Linked DNA regions of Oryctolagus cuniculus: region 2 is linked to region 1. Evidence: chromatin contacts called from public Micro-C data. All regions are on one chromosome and are shown on one strand. Each heading gives the region's core, a stretch centred on a gene start, on an enhancer-like site or on the middle of the called end of the contact. The rest is flanking DNA. Distances are from core to core; before and after follow the strand shown. Region 1 has its middle 71 kb from the start of SESTD1. Region 2 overlaps TTN (titin).

What was found. Hi-C and Micro-C count contacts between places; a contact is called where the count stands out from the background.
Region 2: a contact with region 1 is called in a Micro-C map of ear pinna, with 11 times the contacts expected there. The contact joins two enhancer-like sites. A contact is called at or near these places in 3 of 6 Hi-C or Micro-C datasets (ear pinna, skin fibroblasts and an unstated tissue).

What each region holds. Positions count from the first base shown.
Region 1 is chr3:61,800,473-61,804,654 of mOryCun1.1, forward strand. No RefSeq gene overlaps it. Among named protein-coding and RNA genes, the nearest start is that of SESTD1, 71 kb to the right of the region's middle. Within about 2 kb of position 2,504, at least 1 of the 8 cell types and tissues checked has an H3K27ac peak or open chromatin away from gene starts, as enhancers often do.
Region 2 is chr3:62,302,178-62,306,146 of mOryCun1.1, forward strand. TTN (titin) reads left to right here. Exons shown (of 349, transcript XM_070070577.1): 7 at 1,997-2,327; 8 at 3,027-3,179; 9 at 3,758-3,895. Among named protein-coding and RNA genes, the nearest start is that of TTN, 12 kb to the left of the region's middle. Within about 2 kb of position 2,239, at least 1 of the 8 cell types and tissues checked has an H3K27ac peak or open chromatin away from gene starts, as enhancers often do.

The DNA of each region.
Region 1 (4,182 bases), core at 1,254-3,753:
GGAAAAGGCTCGAGGTGCATCTCACCGAGTCTGAGGAAGCTCGGATTGCAGGAATGAAAGTGGCACGGCTGGAAACCCCGTTGCGGTCACAGCAGTCAGGTGGTCATCAGCCCCGGGCTGCGACTGCCGAGCTCTGCCCAGTTCTCAGCCTTCCCTCCCTGCCTCCATGGCCCAGTTAAAAGGGAAGGTGGCTTTTGCTCCACCTATCATAGAAGAACATTGAGAGGATAAAGTGTAAAGTTCCGAGCTACTGCATGCCTTGATTTAACCACTGATCTTCAAATAGCTACTGCTTCAAAACCAAAGCCTGGGAACATCTGACCTTTCTGTTTTATATTTCCTAAAGGTCACTGAATGAAAAGTGAAACTTTAAAAGCAAGAAGTATGGCAGGATTTACAGGAAGAGCTTGAGACAGGAAGCCTTCAAGGCGGTTTCAGGGGCAACTTCTTATAAATCAGCAATATCTCCGGATAAATTTTTTTTAATGGGTATTGGTCCTTCTCAAACACAGAGAGGCCTCTTGTAAAATAACGTGTGGGGAGGGTGTGACAACAGCACACGCCTCAGACTGTTCCTGCATCCCAATGTCAAGCCAGCTGCCGCATGAATAGCAGGATCCCATTCTAAATAGAGAATTCCATTCATTCTGGCAAGAGCCACATGACGTAGGCACAGCTCTGCCCTGTTTCAAAGAAGAAAAGCGAAGCTCAGAGAGATGAGGTAATTTGTGTAAGATCATGCTTCCTGGAGAAGCGAATGGCTGCTCTACCGGTGCACTCTGCTCAGAGCTCAGCTGCTGAATCTGCTCTGCGGACTTCCATTCAACTTCCGGCTCCTCGCTAGACTGGGAAAAGACAGACACCTTTGAGTCACGTCGGCCGCTCACGGGCTGCGAGTGTGATGACAGAGTGGCTATGACACTGTGTGACAGCTGTCTGAGCCTGGATCTCCTCAACTCCACAGCCTACCTACTACGCTAACACATTCCATGAGACACTGTTTGACAACATGAGGCACAGTTCCTACTAAGTGCTTGGCAAGTGTCAGAAAAGTCATGCTGTTGTTGATTTACCCAGAAATGCGCTGTGCATGATATGGGTCCCTCCATTAGATTAAAAATCCAATGGCTCAGACTTCTTTTGTATCCTCCTTGTGTCCATTAGAGTGCTATTATTTACAAGTTCCGGAAACAAGACTTAGAATGGATCGAAAAGCAAGGAAATCAATCTCAGGGTAGGACTGAGGGATGGTGGATTCAGCAATCAGCAGTGTCATTAAGGATTTAGATTCGTTCCCTCAGCTCTGGCTTATTACGGCCACTGGTGAGGAAGGGCCATGGTAACCTCCTATAGCAATCACATTTCATTCCAATTTTCTGTAAGGGACAAAAGGGCTGCTTTCTCACAGGTCTCTTGTAGTCTCTCCTGGCATCCTTGGCCCACCTTGGCATCTCCTCGTCCACCCTGAACTATTCCTTGGAAAAGGAAGAGGGACTTCTCAGACTTAATCAGCAGTCATTGAAAGGAAGCAGGATGTGTCATCCTGCCCTCCTCAAAGCTTTCTACACCAGGGCTCAACTGCTTTGTCTTAAGAATGAGAGAACAAGTTTCTTTAGGGTGCCAGGTGGAAATCCGAGGAATATCCAGAAGACTGGCAGTGAATTGGCACAGAAATGAACCAAGTCTATCTGATTTCCCAGCCCACGATTCCCACGTCCACCGGTCACACAGCAAGGGATGGTAAAGGTACCCCACGGGACACACACTTGTAACTTACACCACTCCTTTTGTGACCCTAATTAACTTAGGTCTGTAAATACACTTCTCAAGTGCAGATGACATACATGCGTAAATGAAAAACGATGCCCTTAACTTGTTATCTCCACCAGGTTCCTAAACAAGAGATTATTTAGGAGTGCATACCCACTGCATGAAGTAACATTGAATTGCATAGGCGTTAATCTCTATTCAGCTCCTTTTCCGCTATCCTCATAACTATCAAAGTGAATGCCAGTGTAGTGCTCTGGGTCCTTAACGGTCCCCGACATTCATTAATCTCTCTTCAGCAAGCCGAAGATCAAGCCTCAGGCTTGGAGCTCCGATAGGCATAAACCTGGACTTTTAAACATTGTTTTGTTTTCCCTTCAGTTATTCTTTACATTAGCATTGCATTTGTGATAGGCAGTACTGATCGTTCCATCTGAAGTCATGATACAAAGATTCCTTTGAAAATAAATCTATGTAGGGGGAAAAAAGCTAAAATAATAAATGTAGAGAAGAGATTGATAAAAATGAGGGTGATGTGTAGCTAGGTGCATATATGGCAAAAAGTATGAAAGTGTTACAAGAAGAATAAGTTTGAAAAGCTTTTACGTGGGATAATTAGAGAATCGCTGTATGTTAAAGAAAGAAAATGCTAGCACAGAGGGCAATTACTTCAGAAGCCACAAGAGGGCAGTATATCAGTAACTATAAAGAATTGGGGGCAGCACCAAATCTGTCTTGCTGTAGATCAGAGACTGGCAGCATCCTTATGGGAAGCTTGTGAGAAAGGCAGAGCCTCTGCTCCACTCAGATCCCCTGAATCAGAATCTTATTTCTAACAGCATTCTTTTAGTAATCCTAATGCACATTGAAGTTTTTAGCTAATTTCCTCTTTTTAGGAATAGAATTGCCATATTATTTATAATTATTTTTCAATTCAAGAGTCAGAGACAGAAAGCTTACGCCCGCTGGTTTATCCTCCAAGTGCAGTGGTGGGCATAGGCCAGGTCAAGGCTGAGAGCTGGGAACTCAATTGAGTTCTCCCATGTGGGTGACAAGTACATAACCATTTGACTCTTGGGGTCCAAATGGTGGGAAACTGAAATCGGGCACTAGAGCTGGGACTCAAATCCAAGCACTCTGATGTAGCATGCGTGAGTCAGCAGTGCCTTAGTGGCCAGGCCAGTTTGTGATTTGTAGAAGTGTATTTGCCCGTGGATTCTATCATCTCACAACCTGGGTTTGGGTTGCAGTTCTTTCTCTAACAGCATGACTTGGGTAAGAAACTGAATCACCAACACTCAGAATATTGCTTTGATAAGTAGATGTTCATTAAATGGGTCAGTGAATCTATCAGTCATTCAGACACTCAGAAACCCCATTTCTATTCAGTGTTTCTGCCATACTTTATTTGGTGTCTTGATGGAAGAGAAGGGTTTATTTGTGTCTTTTAGTATCAACTGCTGTAAAGCGCTTTTTTTTTTTTGCAATAATTCAGGAAGTAAATATGTGCCCACATGCATGCAGATATACATTATGGTATTCCCACCATATTCAGGTGCACAAAGGTAAAAGCTGACTAGTTTGATAGTAAGGATGGAATATGCTACCTTGAGAATTAGTCAAGTAAGTATTTCTGGGATAGTTCGGGTAGAGACCCCATATGTTTTATGCATATCATAACACTCATTTTCCATGAACTTTTTAAAGTATGCTTGTATATATGCTTCTAAATGCTAGAGATATAGAATGACAAACAAGGTCTCTGCTCTGGGGAAACTGACATCTAGAATGTGAAAAAGGAGCAAGATAAATTACCAAACCAATATTATTTCAGGTGATAATAGAAAAAGAAGAAACAGGATTTATGTGACCATGACCATGGAAAAGGGACAGCCTTAGAGCGAATCATCAGGCAAAGGTCTGAGAACATGACATTTGCTTCAAGAACTGAGACTGTGACATGGCTCCAAGCATTACAGGAAGAGCCTTCCGATCAAAGGACAGCAAGGAAGACGGTTTGGCATGTTTGAGGAATTAAAAGAACCAGAATGCCTGTATCAAATTGGCTAAGAGAGAGAATAGCATGTATAAAACATGCTGGACAAAGTTCAGCGGGTGGGTCTGTGTGGTACACAGTGTTACTCAAGGCAAGTTGACTTAGGAGCACAGGGCAGTGAGCCCTGAGACCCCTGGGCTCTGTTGTCACCCCACTAGTCTGTCGCACCTGGGCTTGGTTAGTGGTTGAAGGGAGAGGAAGATGCTTTGCATATGAGGGCTGGATTGACTTGAGTGTTTTGCGGATGCTCAAAAGTGGACTTCTTTGAATGATCTTCAATATGAACAAAATGGTGCCTGATCATATCGCTTTACCTTATGTGATGCACATTGAATTGTTTCAAAATGCTCAATCTTAGT
Region 2 (3,969 bases), core at 989-3,488, 500 kb after region 1:
AATAGTTATCCAAAATAGACTACTTTCCAAAATGTTTCGTAATTTATTTTTGACTTTTGTTGTAGAATAAGGCAAACATACTTCATTGAATAAGGTGCATTGTACCTAGCTGTGACCAGGTAATGATTTTTATTGTAAGTGCAGAAATAAGCACTCTCTTGTAATGACTCAAATTACACTGATTTTCACAGTTATGGGCTTACCTGCAGCCTGCTGCTAATGACTTGTCATGTCTCTAACTCTTTTTTGAATTAAAACCACTTTTCTAGGTATAGTAAGAACAAAGCACACTTGAAATGCACGTCTCTTTGCTTTTCTTCCATTGGCAAATACCCTACATTATTTTAACTTGGTCTTTGTTGTATTTGTAAGGAAATAAGTTCAGAATAGAGCCTGTTCCCTAGATCTCCCTTTAGTTTGATTACCACTTCATTTATAAAATGTAAGTTGATTATCTGAAAAAGAAAAAGAAAAAAATACCTACTTCAAGAAGATGACTAAACATTTCTTCAGGGTACTGGTCAATACTGTAATATACTATTAAGTTAGTTGATAATTTAGAGCAAATACCTACTGTACCCTAGCTTAATTAGAATAATTGTTTCATTTATAATCAATGTAAACTCAGTATCCTATGTGGAGCCAGAGTACATTTATAAATATTTTCTTACACGTGGAATAAGTAAAATGCAATGATAAGGCAATACTACCACCTAGAGGAGAAATATGTAATAAAGCATTTTAAGAATTAAATTAGTTTTGAAACATTTAATTATAAAATAGATGATGAATGCCCATCATTGTTGCTAAAACCCTTTTTTGGCTATTAGTGCTGGAGTTTAGTGCCCATATTCTCTACCTAAGAAGCAAAAAATAAAAACAATCTTGGAAGAAATCACTCTATCAATTTAACAAAAAAAAAAAAACTATAAAAATTCTATGTTTTAAATTAGCCAGACAGCCCCCAAGATAGTCTAAGATGATTTAAAAGAAGTCCTGAGTAAATATGAACGTGGATGTAAACAAGAACAGGAAAATTCTCAAAGCAACCCACAAACACCTTGAACGGAGCAGCAGTTTGCAAAGTGTGTTACTCAGCCACAAGGGCTCTGTACGAAGCTTCGGGAGAAATCTTTCCTGGCCAGGAAGCACCATCATATTGACCTGCTGAGGGCTGTGGAGAATCCAGAGGGAAAATCAGGAAAAGGCTAAACTGGAGTGACTGCAGAAACCTTTCTCCACTCCAACACCTGCTTCATGTTCTTTGGTCCCCAGAATTGACAATCCAGAGAAATTTAGTGTGCGACTCACTGTGTCCTTTCTGGGCTGGTCCTAGCAAATCACCTCTTGGTGTCCTGATTTTTCTTTCTGAGTGTGGAAAATTGGGACAGGGCACAGAATGTTTCTTTAGCTTTTTTAGAATTAAGTGTAAGTCCCTTACAGGGTTACAGCAGATAAGGCTTATTGAGATTTAAAGCAAATGAGTTTCAAGAACATTATTTACTCTCTGAATAGGTTATCTAGACACAGGTTTTATATTTTATTATTTATTTATTCATTTTTGACAGAGTTAGACAGTGAGAGAGAGAGAGAGACAGAGAGACAGGTCCTCCTTCCATTGGTTCACCCCCCAAATGGCCGCCACAGCCAGCGTGCTGCGCTGATCTGAAGCCAGGAGCCAGGTGCTTCCTCCTGGTCTCCCATGTGGGTGCAGGGGCCCAAACACTTGGGTCATCCTGCACTGCCCTCCTGGGCCACAGCAGAGAGCTGGCCTGAAAGAGGAGCAACCAGGACAGAATCTGGCGCCCCGACCGGGACTAGAACCCTGGGTGCCGGCGCCGTAGGCAGAGGATTAGCCTCGTGAGTCGCGGCGCCGGCCAGGCACAGGTTTTACAACTTTGCTTTCACGCACTTCCAGATTCTCACCCATTATTCAAATCCGATGACCCCGGAATTCCTGGCCTTGGCATTCAAACTTCTGCTATTTGGGTTTCAGGTCTGTGTCCCCCGCTGGGAGGATCTCCACGTCCCCCATCAGATCTGTGAAGTCACCGTTACTCGTCCGTAAGACTCAGACAACCACGATGGCCACAGGCCCCGAGGTGCCTCCCCCCTGGAAGCAGGAGGGCTATGTGGCCTCCTCCACTGAGGCCGAGATGAGAGAGACAACGATGACGAGCTCCACTGAGATCAGGAGAGAAGAGAGATGGGAGGGGAGATACGGGCTCCAGGAGCAGGTGACCATCACCGGAGCTGCGGGCGCTGCTGCCGCCGTGTCCACCAGTGCTGCCTTTGCAGCTGGAGCTGTTGCTACTGGTGCTAAAGAGGTACTGGCAGAGCTGCGCCCTCCTTCTGTGGTTCATGGGCTGCTCTGTGAGTTCCTGCTGTGAAGCTCAGCATAGGTTGGAGCAAAATGCCTGCAAACTCAAAAATATAACCCAAGCTGGAGAGCACATTTGAATTTCATGCTCTGTAAAATCATTTTTTTTTTTTTAGTTGGCACAAACATGCTCATCTGTGGGGTTTACATAAACGGTAGGTTGCAATGACACAGACTCTGTCTTGTGGCAATGATCAGTGCTTAGGTCTGAGCACATTTTTCTCTGGATGACTGGGTTTCCATTGTGCCTTAATTTTTTTTTTTTTCAAATGCAGAGTTACAGAGAGGGGGAGAGAGAGGGAGGGAGATCTTCCATCCAGTGGTTCCATCCCCAAACGGCTGCAACAGCTGGAGCTGAGCCAGGCCAAAGCCAGGAGCCTAAACTCCACCTAGGTCTCCTATGTGGGTGTCAGGCATCCACCTACTGCTTGGGCCATCCTCTGCTGCTTTCCCAGGCACACTAGCAGGGAGCTGGGTCAGAAGTGAAGCAGCCAGGACTTGAACCAGTATTCTTGTGGGATGCAGGTGTGGCAGGCAGCAGCTTCACCAGTGGCACCACAATGCCAGCAGCCCTCTCTTGTGCCTTTCTATTTTCTACCAGACGTACCCTTTAACAAAGCAATGTTCTTGGGCACATCCTATCTAGGTGAAACAAGAAGCTGACAAAAGCGCAGCTGTTGCAACTGTTGTTGCTGCTGTTGATATGGCCCGAGTGAGAGAACCCGTTATCAGTGCTGTAGAGCAGACTGCTCAGAGGACAACCACGACTGCCGTGCACATCCAACCTGCTCAGGAACAGGTATGCACCAGGCTGCCCGAGAGCATCCCAGAGCCACATCCTTCCGTGCGTATTCAGGCAGACGCTGTTCACCCAGCTGTGCAAGCTTGGGTCTCACCATAGCCCAGTGCTCAAATCATCTCGAAGACAGCACTGAGCCCGAGATGGCCCAGACTTTTAGAATTGTCTGAGCAAAAGTAGACTGAGCTCCCAAAGGTGTTCCAACCAGTGAAGGACTACTCCTGGCCCAAGCAGGAAAGCTAGAGCCCCGTTGAACCTGGACTTGAGCGGCTCTAGGAGCTGGGCATGGAATCCATTATTTCAGGGCAGCCTTTTCATTTATCTAAGCTTCCCCAAAGGACATTGGCTTTTCCTTTCCTCAAAATAAATGGAACACTTGATTCAAGGCTGAAAAGTGTTATAAATCCAGCATAATTTCCCCTCATATTTGAATAGATTTTCTATTATAGTCCAAAATCACTCCAGCTTTCCTCTTTATCCTCTCTTGTGTGACATTTATGTCTTAGTCCTGATGTATGAGTGTAGCCTTTTATGCAAGGTACATTAAAGTGTTTCCTTCTTTTCTCTATGAAAATCAGGTGAGAAAGGAGGCGGAGAAGATTGCCGTGTCTAAGGTAGTAGTGGCCGCCGATAAAGCCAAAGAACAAGAATTAAAATCAAGAACCAGAGAAATAATTACAACCAAGCAAGAGCAGATGCACATAACTCATGAGCAGGTGAAAATGGTTTTGGATTGGAAATTTGTTGCTGTTTTTACATGTGTCAACACAAATAATAATTTTCACTCTGA